Linked DNA regions of Pan troglodytes: region 1 is linked to region 2. A link is a contact called in public HiChIP or PLAC-seq data. All regions are on one chromosome and are shown on one strand. The core of a region is the stretch at or near the end of the contact, and the rest is flanking DNA. Distances in the headings are between cores, read along the strand shown.

Region 1 (7,361 bases), core at 4,606-7,105, 160 kb before region 2:
GGTGGCACGCAGAGACTCTATCACGACTTTCTTTACTCCCAAACTGGAAGCAAATGTGAGATCCTATTTCCTCGCTGAACTGTTCTCAGTAAAACATCCCGTAGTCGGCAGGATTCGAACCTGCGCGGGGAGACCCCAATGGATTTCTAGTCCATCGCCTTAACCACTCGGCCACGACTACACGAATGGAGAAAGCTCCCTTCACGTCTTTAAACAGAATTTACACCAGCTAACTGACAAGGAAGAATCAAAAGAACAAAATACGGTAAAAATGGTTTCCTGGGCAAGAAACTGGAGTCTGCGAATTCATTAGAAACTCTGACGTGAAGTGCAAGTTGGATAAGACAAGCCAACCTCTCTGGGGCAGCCGCAAGGAGTCCTTGCCCTATCAGCAGTACCATTTCCAGAAAACTAGAGACCACTGTACCTCTCTCACCTGGACCCAAACTGACCCCGCAAGGAAGTGGAATCAGACCCTCACCCTAAATCTGGGCCTGACACATTTAGTTTTTGTTTGAAACTTCCTCTCATTGAGGCTCCTTGATGAATGCTAATGGCTTTCAAGAAGGGACTAACTTTTGATTTGTGTCTGAACTGGAGCGCCAGAAAATGATGCAGAAAAGCCTACTTGCACTTTCTTGCTCTGATGAGGTCCCTAAGTCTCTAGGCTCACACCAACCCAAGGGAGTATATCTACCCGGTCGCGTTTGCACGGCATTTTGCATTTCACAATGCGCTTCCACGCTTCAGTTGGGTTAAGAAAGAAATTTATAGATTGTTCATGAGTTCCCATGGAACCAGGTTACCTATCAAAAGGAAGATCCTACTTTGATTTTTGGCCAAGGCAGACGCTCCTTCTCTCAAAATCTAACCCACGCAGTATGTTTTCTTTTCCTCTTGTGCTTCCGTCTTGAAGTCTAAAGCTGCCGGTCCTGGAGTTTCCCTGAGCCCTTCGGATGCACAGATTATTGTAATTGGCTTTCATCTACTTCTTGGAACCATATACTAATCTAAGAAAAGAGGGAAACAATCGCAAGCTAAGAAATCATGTCGACTAAGTAGATAAATGAGGAAGAGGGACAAGAAGGAAGAGGAAAAGAAGAAAGTGACCAGAAAGGAGAAGAGAGAAAGGAAGGAGGGACAGGAGGTAGAAAGAAGAGGATGAAGGAGAAAGAAGAGGAGGAAGAGGAAGAGGAGAAACGAACGAAGAGCGGGAAGGGAAGAGACAGAGATTTTCTGAGGACCCTTGTTAGAGCTCAGAAAACGATACCCCAAAGTATGGCTCTTGGAAGTGCTGAGTACTTTGAACTAAAGAAGCAACCTCAGAATCAAAGTCTCTCTGACCTTCCGCAGCCCCACTGCCTCCTGATCCTCTTTCTTTCTTGAATGGCAGGGAGGGGCTTTCACTGAAGTTTCCCTTATTTGACTTACGGAGGTTCCTCCAGAAGGAAAGAGATTGTCATGAACCCTCTCCTGGAATCTGTATTAACCAGAGAAGATTAACTCAGATCCCAGGAGAGAAAACTAAAGGTCTCCATGCCCGGGACATCTCGCCCAGCCAGACTTCAATTCTTTTCTTCACCACCTATTCTGAGGGCTGCTACTTGAGAGACTTTATCTGTTTAATAAGACAAGCTTTGTTCCCAGAGCTGTTCCTGCCCTGACCCTCACATTGCTTCTCGCCACCACCTTCCAGGAGCCTTCAAGCTCCTATTTCTTTATGTAGCTCCAAGTCCTATTTAAGCTTCAACCATCTGCCCCTTCTTTGAGTCTCACTTACACTTTCTGGGACCCCTGTGCATATGTGCATAATAAATGTGTATGCCTTTTCTTCTGTTAATCTGTCTACTAGCAGCTTTATTTCTCAGACTCAAATATCCAACCTCCAGAAGGGAGAAAAAAGATTCTCTCACCCCTACAGGCTCAAAAGAAGACTAAAAGAAATTCACTAGTTTTATGGAAGACCATAATTTGAGGGAATAGACATGAAGCAGTTTGATGGGGTAGCCAGGTGTCCATACAAATATAAGTTGTGCTATAGATTGTTGTTCATAGTTCATGCATATCACATCCTTTTTATTTGGTGGACATATTTTTATCAAGCATATCTTTATTTTTTTTGCTGAAATCATTTGCAACTCCAGCTTTGAATAAAGTTAGATACCAAAGAAATATCAAATCTCTTTTAAGAAATTTAAAAAAATTTTTAGAATCAGGGTCTTACTCTATCACACAGACTGGAGTGCAGTGGCACCATCATAGCTTACTGTAACCTGAACTCTTGGGCACAAGCCATCCTTCTGCCTCAGCCTCCAGAGTAGCTAGGAATAGAAGCATGCACCAACCACTCCTAGCTAATTTTTTTTTCTTTGTAGAAAAAAAATGTATTTTCTTTGTATTCCTTGTATTTGAAGAAAAACTGACAATTTGCCTTTTTAAGTATAGAAGGACATTTGATTTGTTTCCAATTTAGGGCTAAAGTAGAAACTGGACTGGTTTTTGTTTCCTGCAACTAAGTCCTGACTCTCTACCTTTACTGAGATCCATTCTACTATGTTTTTGTTTTCAGCCCAGTAAAACAAGTAAGATTGCAGCTGTGGCCAGTCCCTAGTCATTGTTACAGTAAAACAAGCCAAAGTTGATTAGTAATTTCAGTTCAAATATATCACTAGTTGCTTTGTATTTTGCTGAGGTGTTTTTTTAAGCACAAAAGGTTTCTGAGGGCTGGGTTCAGTGGCTTATGGACTGTAACCCCAGCATTTAGGAAGGCTGAGGTGGGAGGATTGCTTGAGGTCAGGAGTTGGAGGCCACTTTGGGCAACATATAGAGAAGTCACTGAAGACAAAAATTATATCTTTCTGTGTCCTCAACATGTATTGAAAGCCTCATTTGTATAAGGTATGGCTAAAAGTTTTCCAAATCATGAGTGCTGGTTCCTTTGTGCTGAATAGTTCCTTCCTCAGTTTATTTCTTTCCTCATGCATTTCACCATAAGCAGCAATAACTAACCAGGTTGCACATTCCACATTTTACTTGGAAGTCTTCTTAACTAAATATTCAAGTTCATCATGTACAAATTCTGTTTTCCACCCAAATATAGAATACAATTCAGCCAAGGCTCTCCCACTTTATAACAAGATAACCATTCCTTCAGTTTCTAATTGCATGTCATTAATTTCCTTCTGAGACCTTACCATAAGCATATTTAACATTCTTATATTTTAAATTTAATAGAAAATTTGGGGAACAGTTTTAGGTTTATAGAAAAATTGAGCAGAAAGTAGAGTTTCAGTATACTCCTTCCTTCTCCCCTCCTCCCCCAGTTTCTCTATTATTAACATCTTGCACTAGTGTGGTACATCTGTTAAAATTGATGAGCCAATGTTGATAAATTATTATTAACTAAAGACCATAGTTTATATTACAGTTCACTCTTTGTGCTGTATATTCTATGGGTTTTAACAAATGTATAACAACATGTATTCGCCATTACAATATCATACAGAATAGTTTCACTGCCTTAAAAATCCACTGAACGTCACTTATTCTTCCCTCTTAAAATCCACTGAACGTCACTTATTCTTCCCTCTTAAAATCCACTGAATGTCACTTATTCTTCCCTTTTTCCCTCCCCCTAAACCCCTGGCAACCACCAATCTTTGCTGTTTCCATAGATTAGCCTTTTCAGGAATGTTATGTAGATGGAATTATACAGTATGTAGCCTTTTCCAGATTGACTTCTTTCACTCACCAATACGCACTTAATATTCTTCTGTTCTTCCTTTTTGGTAGCTTGATAGCTCATTTCTTTTCCTTACTGAATGTTTCATTGTCTGAATGTATCATAGTTTATGTATTCATTCATGTACTGAAGGACATCTTGGCTGCTTCCAAGTTTTGCCTATCATGAACAAAGCTGCTATAAACATTCTTGGGCACGTTTTGTGTGGACATACATTTTCAACTCCTTTGCATAAATACCAAGGAACACAATTACTAGATCACATGGTAAGAGTATGTTTAGTTTTGTAAGAAATTGTCAAACTGTCCTCCAACATAACTCTAATATTTTGCATTCCCACCAGCAAGGAATGAAAGTTCCTGTGCTCCACATCCTTGTCAGCATTTGGTATTGTCAGGGTTCTGGATTTTGGCCATTTTGACAGGTGTATAGTGGCATCCCATTGTTTTAATTTGCATTTCACTGAGGACATACGTGGAGCATCTTTTCATATGCTTATTTTCCATCTGCATATCTTCTTTGGTGACATCTGTTAGGGTCTTTGGCCTATTTTTTAATCGGTTTGTCTCCTTATTGTTGAGTTTTAAGAGTTCTTATATATTTTGGATATCAGTTCTTTATCAGATATGTACTTTGCAAGTATTTTCTCCCAGTCTGTGACTTGTCTTTTCATTCTCTTGAACTTTTTTTTTTAAACCAATGTTCTCTTCATGGCAATATATGCATTCTCTAAGATGACCGAAGCTTTCTCTATCATGTTCCCTTGACTGTAAATGTTTTTCATACACTCAGTGTTAGGATTTCCAGGTTTAATGTTTGTCAGCCAACAGTCTGAGAGACTTGACCTTGGCCCCTTATCCAAATGCTGGGGATGCACTTCAGCATAATAAAATGCAAGTGCCATGTCTTAAATATAAAAACCTACCGATTTGTTGGATTCTTTTTTTCTGCCAAGGACACAGTGACAGACTGGCCATGGGCTACACTTGCAGCTATGTGCTCGCTGACACAGGCATATAAAATGCTTTACTAAGTGGCAAAACATGGGAATATTATCTCCGGGTTTCCTTAAGCATTAGAAAAACATGTTGGGGCCGGGCGCAGTGGCTCACGCCTGCAATCCCAGCACTTTGGGAGGCCGAGGCGGGCGGATCACTTGAGGTCAGGAGTTCGAGACCAGCCTGGCCAACATGGTGACCCCCCCTCGTCTCTACTAAAAATACAAAAATTAGCCGGGGATGGTGGTGCATGCCTGTAATCCCAGCTACTCGGGAGGCTGAGGCAGGAGAATCGCTTGAACCCGGGAGGTGGAGGTTGCAGCGAGCCGAGATCGCGCCATTGCACTCCAGCCTGAGCAACAGAGCTAGATTTCGTCTCAAAAAAAAAAAAAAAAAAGTTGGTCGCCACTCATTTGAGAGTCGTGAAAACAATTTTAATGGGTAACTACCAGTATTTTCAAAACGACAAAAGAGTAGAACAGAAAATAGAAGGTAGAACATGTAATAAAGGTAACGATTGTTTGCGTTTTAAAACTGTGTGTAGACGTGTATTTCTTTTTTTTTCTTTTCTTTCTTTCTTTTTTTTCTTTTCTTTTTTTTTTTTTTTTTTTATTGTTTTGTTTTTTTGAGACGGAGTCTCGCTCTGCCGCCCAGGCTGGAGTGCAGTGGCGCGATCTCGGCTGACTGCAATCTCTTCCTCCCGGGTTCAAGCGATTCTTCTGCCTCAGCCTCCTGAGTAGCTACAGGCGCGCGCCACCACGCCCGGCTAATTTTTGTATTTTTAGTAGAGACGGGGTGTCACCATATTGGCCAGGCTGAGTCTCGAACTCCTGACCTAGTGATCCACCCACCTCGGCCTCCCAAAGTGCTCAGATTACAGACGTGAGCCACTGCGCTCGGTCAGTAGACGTGCATTTCTTATAATCAGTTCAGTCAGACAAGTTTACAATGCACACGCATACCTGAAACAGGAGCAAAAGACTGGCGGCGAAAATGTGCGGCCCATCGCAGGGCCAAAGTACACGTTAGCTAAAGCCTCTGGGAAATGAAGTTCAGGAACACCTTCGCGGAGTGTTCTGGGAACGCTGGTCCGGTGTGCCCGCCCGGCGCCGGCGTGCGGGGCGGGGCTCGCTCGTAACGACCGGAAGTGACCGTTGAAGCCGGTTGTAGGCGTGGAAAGAGGTTGGCGCTCTGGAAGTCCAGTTGCTTCGGCTCCCTGCGTTAGGTCTGGTGGCGGTCAATGCGCTTCCGGACCCGGGATCGGAGTGTGTGGATCGCTATAGGGGGAGGGGAGCTCAGGTATCACCATGGCAACAGCCAGCCCTCCGGACTCGTGACGTAACCCTTCTGTTTTCGCGCTTAGAGGCCTCTGCAGGAGAAAGCTGGGGAGTCCTCGAAGGGGGCGCACCTCGCCTCCTTCTGTGCGGGGCGGTCCCGCCCTGATCCCTTGGAGGGCTTTGTTCTTTTGTTCTGGCCTAAGGGGAAGTCGGGTGCCGGGCCCCGCCCTGCTTGTCCACCTTCCAGCTTTAACGCTCTGCAACAGGTGTGTCTTCGTGTTATCCGAGCTCGCAGGGGTGTGAGTCACAAGTGTGCACAGAGGGAACACACCAGGTCTGTGGATGCCCCGGCCAGATTCTAGGGTGGGCACCAAGGGTTTTTTGGATCTGAAGCAGAACCCGCGTACCCGATCTCCACTCTGTTTTGTTCATCGGAGTGCCACACACCTCTCTAGTGCTCTCTTGGGGCACTTCTCTTGTGTAGCACCTCTTGGTCACTTTGCAAGACTCTGATGTGTGATTGTGTGACGTATGCTGCTGACGCCATCCTGTGTCTTTTAGGGTAGACAACCTCAGCGTGTTGCAGATTCCCTGCAAGGGGAGTTAGACATCTGAGTCCTAGACCGAGGTACCAGCTGAAGGAACGCTGCCTGGCGAACCCTGGTGTTCAAGTTCCAGAGGAACGGGATGAGCTCCTGAGATGGAAGGTAGTGGGGTCGACTTGGGGGAGAGCGGGGTGATGGAGGCTTGAGAACAGTCATGACTGGAGGATCAAATACTTGAGATCAGAGCAGGAGATTTGGAAGGAAGGAACGGTATGCTTAGGGATTAGCAAAGAAACCGAATTACATTGTAGGGAGAGATTCTGTTTTATAGAGAGATACTTGGGAGAGGAGTTTATTTTTTTCTTTCATTCCATTGGGGAATGAAAAGACATAATCATTCAGAATATCTGTGATCCCCACATGACTTCTGAATATTAAATATTAAAATTATAATCTTGAAGTCAGAAGACATCTTGGCAATTATCCCTTCAATGAAAGAGTCAGTTTTGAAATCTCCTTGGCAGACGGCTGTCTGTCAACCCTATGCCCGAACTAGTGTGGCATTAAACTCGCCATTTTGGGTGCAGACTATTCCCTTGTTGGCTTTCTTTTTTAGTTTCTTATATTAAACAGATGTACTTGTCCCTGTAACTTTTGTGTTGATCTTAGTTCTTAGTCCTCCAAAGAAAAGGAAACTGTCTGTTCTTTCTTTCACACTGCTGCCCTTAAGATATGTGAATTCAGCTGTTACAACTCCTCCTCATAAATTCTTTTCTAAGCAATATAGCCTCACTTCTTT
Region 2 (6,945 bases), core at 3,558-6,057:
TTCATTTGGAGCAGGTTTATATTTCTGAAGTTTCCTTAAAAAGCAAACTTAATACTGTTCTGTTTAATGAGTCAATTCAATTTTTAATTGAATTCTCAGTACCTATATTAGTTGGTATGTACAAAGTGATTTTCCTAAGATTTAAAATTTTTACTGTATTTTAATTGCTTCCAACAACTTGTGTTAAATGTTATAAAGTATATTTTACTGTGAAAATTTGAATGTACATTCAAATGACATACACACAAAAATACAATATATAAAAGTAAAAATACTTTTTTGCAAACACAAATTTACCCAATAAAACTGAAGAAATAAAATATTGCCAATACTTTGAAGCCCTAAATCTGCCCTTCCCAATCTCTTCTTCCTTTCTTCCTCTGCAGAATAATTATTTTATATTTATCATTCTTTTTGCTGTTCTCAATTGATTTGCCACATATCTATGCATTATGAGAGAATATGTTAAGTTTGCATGTTTCTGAACTTTATATTAATGTTGTTCACACTTCTACATTCTGCTTTGTGAAGCTGGGGCTGGGACTGCAAACCTCACCCTGTACCCTCTCTTAGACTCTGGCAGTGGAGGACTCTAGAAGGACACTGGAAGGCTGGAAAACAGAGAAGAAACTCTCAATTCTGTTGTTCTCTTCCTGTTAGCATCATCCCAGCAGCACTTCACGCTGTAGTAGCAGTAAGTTCCAGCAGCAATTAGTTCACGTTTTCAGGGTTGTTTTCCACACTCCCAGAACCAGCCTCATCATATCCTCTCAGAGATCACAGCACCAGCTGGCCAGTGACCCCTCCTCAGAGATCTGGCTTCAGCACTGAGTCTCTTTCTCTAAGCTTCTAGCTTCTAATAACCCCACCTCTTGCACGTGTGTTTCCTCAACTCTTGGGGTAGTAGCTGTTTCATGCTGTCACTACTGTTTCTTTTTGCTTTTTTAGTCTTCCAACACCCATTTTACCAATTCCATCTAATAATCCTGTTAAAATAATCAGTGTGATCTCTGTTTTCCTTACTTGATACTAATACACCTCATGTGTATGAATCAAAAGACAAAATGTATTTTCCAGTTTTTGAACTTTATATATATACTGTCTTTTTATTCTTTGCCTGCCTTCTTTTGCACAACTTTTGGTTTGTGATATTCATCCATGTTATTGAATGTACCTGGAGACCATTCAGTTTACGTTGTGGTATTGTATTCCCCTGCACAGGTATATCACAATTAAATTCTCTGGTGTTCGTTTTTGTGAATACACATTCAGATATCTTCCAGATTTTTTGTATTCTAAATAATACTGCTATAAACATTCATGTATTTGCCTTGTAGTACAAATGTATAAGCTTTCTATAAGGCAGTGGTTTCCCAAATATTGGGTTTTATAGTTTTAGCTCTTATATTTAGCTCTTTAATCCATTGAGTCAATTTTTGTATATGGTGTGAGGTAAGTGTCAAACTTTATTCATTTGCACATGTCTGTCAATTTGTCCCGGCACCATTTGTTGGAAAGACTATTCTTTTCCTACTGAATAGTCTCGGACTCTTGGAAAAAGTCAGTTGACCATAGACATATGGGTTTATTTCTGGCCTCTCAACTGTAGATTCCATTCATCTATATGTTTATGCTTATGGCAGTACAACATTGTTTTAATTACTGTTGCTCTATAGTAAATTTTGAAATCAGGAAGTGTGAGTCTTTCAACTTTGTTCTAGTTTTTCAAGGGTTCCATGCAATTGTAGGTGCATTTTTAGGGTTGAAGAAATTCCCTTCTATTTCTAGTTTGTTGAGACTTTTTAACATGAAAGAGATCTTTTGAGATGATCATGTGGTTTTTGTTTTTTATTCTGTTGACATGGTGTATCATATTAACTGATTTTCAGAATTTAAAACAATCTTGCACTTCTGGGATAAATCCCACTTGGTAATGATATCTAGTTCTTTTATATGTTGTTGGATTCATCTTGCTGGTGTTTTGTTGAGTATTTTTATGTCTGTATTCATAAGAAATATTGGTCTGTAGTTTTCTTTTCTTGTGATGGCTTTGCCTGGTTTTGGTATAAGGATACTGGTACTGGCCTTGTAGAATGAATTGAGAAGTGTTTCCTCCTCTTCTGTTTTTTGGAAGAGTTTGTGAAGAGTTGGTATTAATTCTTTTAAGTGTTTGGTAGAATTCAACAATGAAGCCATCTAAGTCTGGACATTTATTTGTATATAGTTTTTTTTATTACTAATTTATCTCTTTACTTATTACAGGTCTATTCAGATTGTCTATTTCTTCTTGAGTCAGTTTCAGTAGTTAGCATCATTACAGGGATTTGTCTATTCCATCTAAGTTATCTAATGTTTTGGCATACAGTTTTTCGCAGCTGTCCTTTACAGTCTTTTTAATTCTATATGGTTAGTAGTAATGTTCACTCTTTCATTTTGGATTCCAATAATTTCAGTTCTCTTTTTTTCTTGGTCACTCTATCTAAAGGTTTGTTAATTTTGTTGATCTTTTTGAAGAGCTAGTTTTTCATTTCATTGATTTTGTTGACATTTTTCTATTATTAACTTCATTAATTTCACTGATATCCTGAATTTTGCTTCTGTTTAGTTTGGTCTTTTTCCAGTGTCTTAAGGTAAAAACTTAGTTTACTCATTTGATATTTTTCTTCTTTTTTAATATCGGCATTTATAGCTATAAATTTTCCTCTAAACACTAATTTACCTGAATCCCATAAGTTTTGGTATGTCGTTTCTTTATTTTCATTTATCTCAAATATTTTCTAATTTATCTTAATATTTCTTCTTTAACCCACTGGCTATTTAGAAATTTAATTTCCACTTATTTGTGGATTTTTAAATTTCTCTCTGTGTTTGATTTCTGATTTCATTCCATTGTGATCAGACAAACATACTTTGCATTATTTCTATCCTTTTCAATTTATTTGGATTTGTTTTATGACCTAGCATAGGATGTATCTCAGAGAATGTTCCATATGCTCTTGAGAAGAATGTACATTCTGCTGCTGTTTAATGGAGATTCTATAAATATTTGTTAGGTCTAGTTGGTTTATAGCATTCTTCAAGTCTTGTATTTCCCTCCTGATCTATTTCTTAGTTGTTCTTTTCATTACTGAAAGTGGGGCACTGAGGACTCCAACTATTATTTTTGCATTGTCTATTTTTCTCTTCATTTCTGTCACTTTTGTCGTTATGTATTTTGGTGCTCTTATTAATTGCATAGATGTTTATAATTGTGATATCTTCCTGATGGATTAGCCCTTTTTGTCCTTATTTGTCCCTAGTAACATTATTTGTTTTAAAGTCTACTTTGTCTACTCGTATAGTCATTACAGCTTTTTTTGGATGAAGTTTGCATGACATATGTTTTCCATCCTTTTACTTTCAATTTACTTGTATCTTTAAATGTAAATGGTGTCTTCTCTAGACAAAAGATAGCTGAATACTGTTTCTTTATCCACCCTGACAGTCTCTGCCTTTTGATTCAATTGCTTAATATATTTACATATAAAATTATTATTACTGATATATTTGGATTTGTCTGGTATTTAACTTTTTATTTTCCGTATGTCTCATGCCTTTTTGGTTCTTCCTTTCCTCCTATATTCCATTTTTGCATTAAGCAAATATTTTATACTGTAGCATTTAATTTCTTTGATGATTTTTCCACTATAAATTTTGAATTATTTCTTCAGAGGAAATAATTCAATAATTCCTAGGACTTATTTGTCATATACCTTATCAGAACACTTTCAGATTTATACTAACTTAATTCCAGTGAGATATAAAAATCTCAATCCCATATAGCTCTTTCTCCTATTTCTCCCTTTTAATCATATTATTGTTATAAATATTACAACTATAAATATTACAAACCTAACATTATTACAATTATTAATTTATATAATTTTATGTGTTTTAAATAAGGTGAGAGAAACAAAAGGAGAAAAAATTGTGTGTGTGTGTATATATATAGCTTATTCTATATTAATCTTATTATTTATCATTTCTGGTTTCTTTATTTATTCCTATAAATTTGTCTTACTATCAGGAGTTATTTCCTTAGCACAGTGCAGCTTTCTTCTCACCCACCTCCTTTGTGCTGTTATTAGCAGATATATTACATTTCTATATGCTATAGGCCCTCATAGCATATGGTTTTGTACATAATATGCATATTGTTTTGTACAATTACTTTTTGAATCAGTTAAGATAAGAACACATTTATACTGTCTTTTATAATTGCGTGATTACCTTTACCAGTGCTCTTGTTTTAAATGTGTATTTGAATTACCAGATGGTGTCACCTTCAGTCTGAATAATTTCCTTTAGTATTTCTAAGGCAGGTCTTCTAACAACAAATTCTCTGTTTTTGTTTATGTGGGAATGTCTTTATTTTGCTTTCATTTTTGAAAGGTAGCTTTGTTAGATGTAGAACTTTGGGGTGACAGTATTTTTTGCTGAACACTGAATATCTTATCCCACTGCCTCTGGCCTCCATTGTTTCATATGAGAAGTCAGTTGTTAATTTGTTTAGGGTTCTTCTGTAAGTGATGAGTCATTTTTCTCTTGTTACTTTCAAGATTTTCTCTTTGTCTTTGTATTTCAGTGCTTTTACTTGACATATCTGTTTGTGGAACTCTTTGTATAATCCTATGTAGAATTTGTTGCGCTTTCTGGACATGTAGATTAATGTTTTTCAATTAGATTGGGAAGTTTTCAGCCACTCTCTTTGACAATTTTTTCTACTCCTTTCTCTCTTTCCTTTCCTAGTGCTTTCATTTTGTGTATGTTGGTGTGCTTAAAGGTATCCCACATTTCTTTACCACCTCTCCTGCAACCACGGTTGCACTCTGTTTGCTATCTCTATTGTTTTGCCTTTTCCAGATTGTCATATATTTGAAGTCATATGTAGCCTTTTCAGATGGTTCCATTCACTTAGCAATATGGATTTTAGGTTCCTCTATATCTTTTCGTGACTTGATAGTGCATTTCTTTTTAGTGTTGAATAATATTCCATTGTATGGTTATGCCACAGTTTATTCATTTGCCTGTTGAAGGACTTCTTGGTTGCTTCCAATTTTTGGCAACTACGAATAAAACTTCTATAAACATTCACATGCAGGTCCTTATGTGGACATTCACTTTAAGCTCATTTGGATAAACACGTGGATTGTGGTGGTTGAATTGTATTGTAGGACTGTGTTTTAGCTTTGTAAGAAATTGCCATACTGTCCTCCAAAGTGGCTGTACCATTTTGCATTCTCATCAGTAATGAATGAGAGTACCTGTTACTCCACCTCCTCCTTAGCATGTGGTGTTTTGAATTTTAGCCAATTGAATGGTGTGTAGTAATATCTTACTGATGTTTAATTTGCAATTATGGTATCTTACTGATGTTTAAATTGCAATCAGAAGTATTTACTGATGTTTAGTTATATATAGCTAAATATTGACATATAGCATATGTCAATGATGTTTGGCATCTTTTTATACTGTTTTCCATCTGCATATCTTCTTTGGCGGGGTTTCTGTTTAAATATTTTGCCCATTAATTTTTTACCTTATTATGAGTTTTAACATTCTATGTATATTTTGTATACCAGTGCTTCAGCAGATACATACGTATTATGCAAATATTTTCTCCAGTCTGTGGCGTGTCTTTTCATTCTCTTAACAGTGTCTTTCACAGAGCAGAAGAGAACAGGAGGTGGCCTGAGCAAGGGACTGAGCCAAGTGCTTGTGGAGGGCTCAGGTTCTGGGCCGTAAGATGCGATTTCCCATTCGCCCACTCCGGATCTCTGAGGCCACTCCTGACGGCAATCTCCATTAGTTCTTCAAGTGCGAATAGGAAGGAAACCTGGATTCTGCCGCTGGGAGACACAGGTGGATCTCTAAGGTGGCTGTGCGGCAAATGACTGACACCTACTGGCGGCGTCACGATCTGCAAAAAAAAAGAGAAACGCGGAAATCCTCAATCAGCTGCCTTCCCGACTGCTAGTGCCACAAATGCCATCCGGGCGGCACAGCCACCGGTCCAGATCTCCAGTCCTGAGCACCTGCGAAAGCCGCCCGCACTCACTCTGCGGGGTGCGGATAGTGCTCCCCACTCAGACTCCGGGGATCCCGCGGGCCGACGGATCTGCGCCGGGGCCCTGAGCCCCCTGAGCCTGTACCTTCGAGGCCAGTAATAGTCGGAGCCTGGAAACTGTGCACCCACTCGATTCCAGCTCTGCGCCACTTGGGACCACAGGGTCCCAGACAGCCGCTGCCGACGCCAGGGGCGAGGGGCAGTGAGCTTCCTCTCGAGTTCCTCTCCCCGCGCCAAGTACTGCAACTCGCTGCGGAGGCAGCAGAGGTCTGACCGCCTCGCTGAGGTCTCAGAACAGCAAAGCAAGTTACTGGGACTGCCGAAGTCCCGCGTGTCCCCCGTTCCCGCGGGTGCCGGGCCTGGAGAGTGCTAAGCGCCCTGAGACTCGCGCTTTCCTAGCGCGTGAATCCCAACCGTCAACCGAACACTGCGCTCTTCGACTCTGTCCGATTCTGCAGACGTCCGAAACCTCGGAAGCCAAAACCGTGCTTGAACTCACTGCCCGCGCCTCATCTCTCCTCATGGGCAGTTTCCTGAGCAAACTGGAACTTTCGCCCTCGTCCCCAGCCCAGGTGCGCACCGACTTGCCCGAGAGGCCCACGAAACGCCGGCCACCTCAGCACCTTCACCAAGTTCATCGGGTTCAGTTCGTCCACCGCGCCCACCCTGCCCCACGGTATAGACCTGTGAGGAGGCGGCCAAACCTGGATCCTGCCAATCCAACCACGTGGCTGGCCAACGAGGCTTGGAGGCGCTTTCCCATGAAGAAGTCCCAGAATTCCCCCCTGGGGCCTCTCCCTTCAGACTGGTGGGAAAGTTACTTAAAGCGGACTATTTGG

Evidence for each region. HiChIP or PLAC-seq counts read pairs in DNA pulled down with a chosen protein or histone mark.
Region 1: a contact with region 2 is called in an H3K4me3 HiChIP or PLAC-seq map of stem cell-derived excitatory neurons, with 2.5 times the contacts expected there. The contact joins the promoter of ZNF184 here to the promoter of POM121L2 in region 2. A contact is called at or near these places in 1 of 7 Hi-C or Micro-C datasets (induced pluripotent stem cells) and 1 of 1 datasets of contacts at active chromatin or transcription factors (stem cell-derived excitatory neurons).

What each region holds. Positions count from the first base shown.
Region 1 is chr5:33,439,017-33,446,377 of NHGRI_mPanTro3-v2.0_pri, reverse strand. ZNF184 (zinc finger protein 184) reads left to right here and starts at 5,855. Exons shown (of 6, transcript XM_001136729.7): 1 at 5,855-6,039; 2 at 6,579-6,724. The coding sequence starts at 6,718. TRNAS-AGA (transfer RNA serine (anticodon AGA)) reads right to left here and starts at 181; the gene lies at 100-181.
Region 2 is chr5:33,278,374-33,285,318 of NHGRI_mPanTro3-v2.0_pri, reverse strand. It overlaps POM121L2 (POM121 transmembrane nucleoporin like 2), which reads left to right and starts at 4,807. Exons shown (of 1, transcript XM_054686645.2): 1 at 4,807-6,945. The coding sequence starts at 6,628.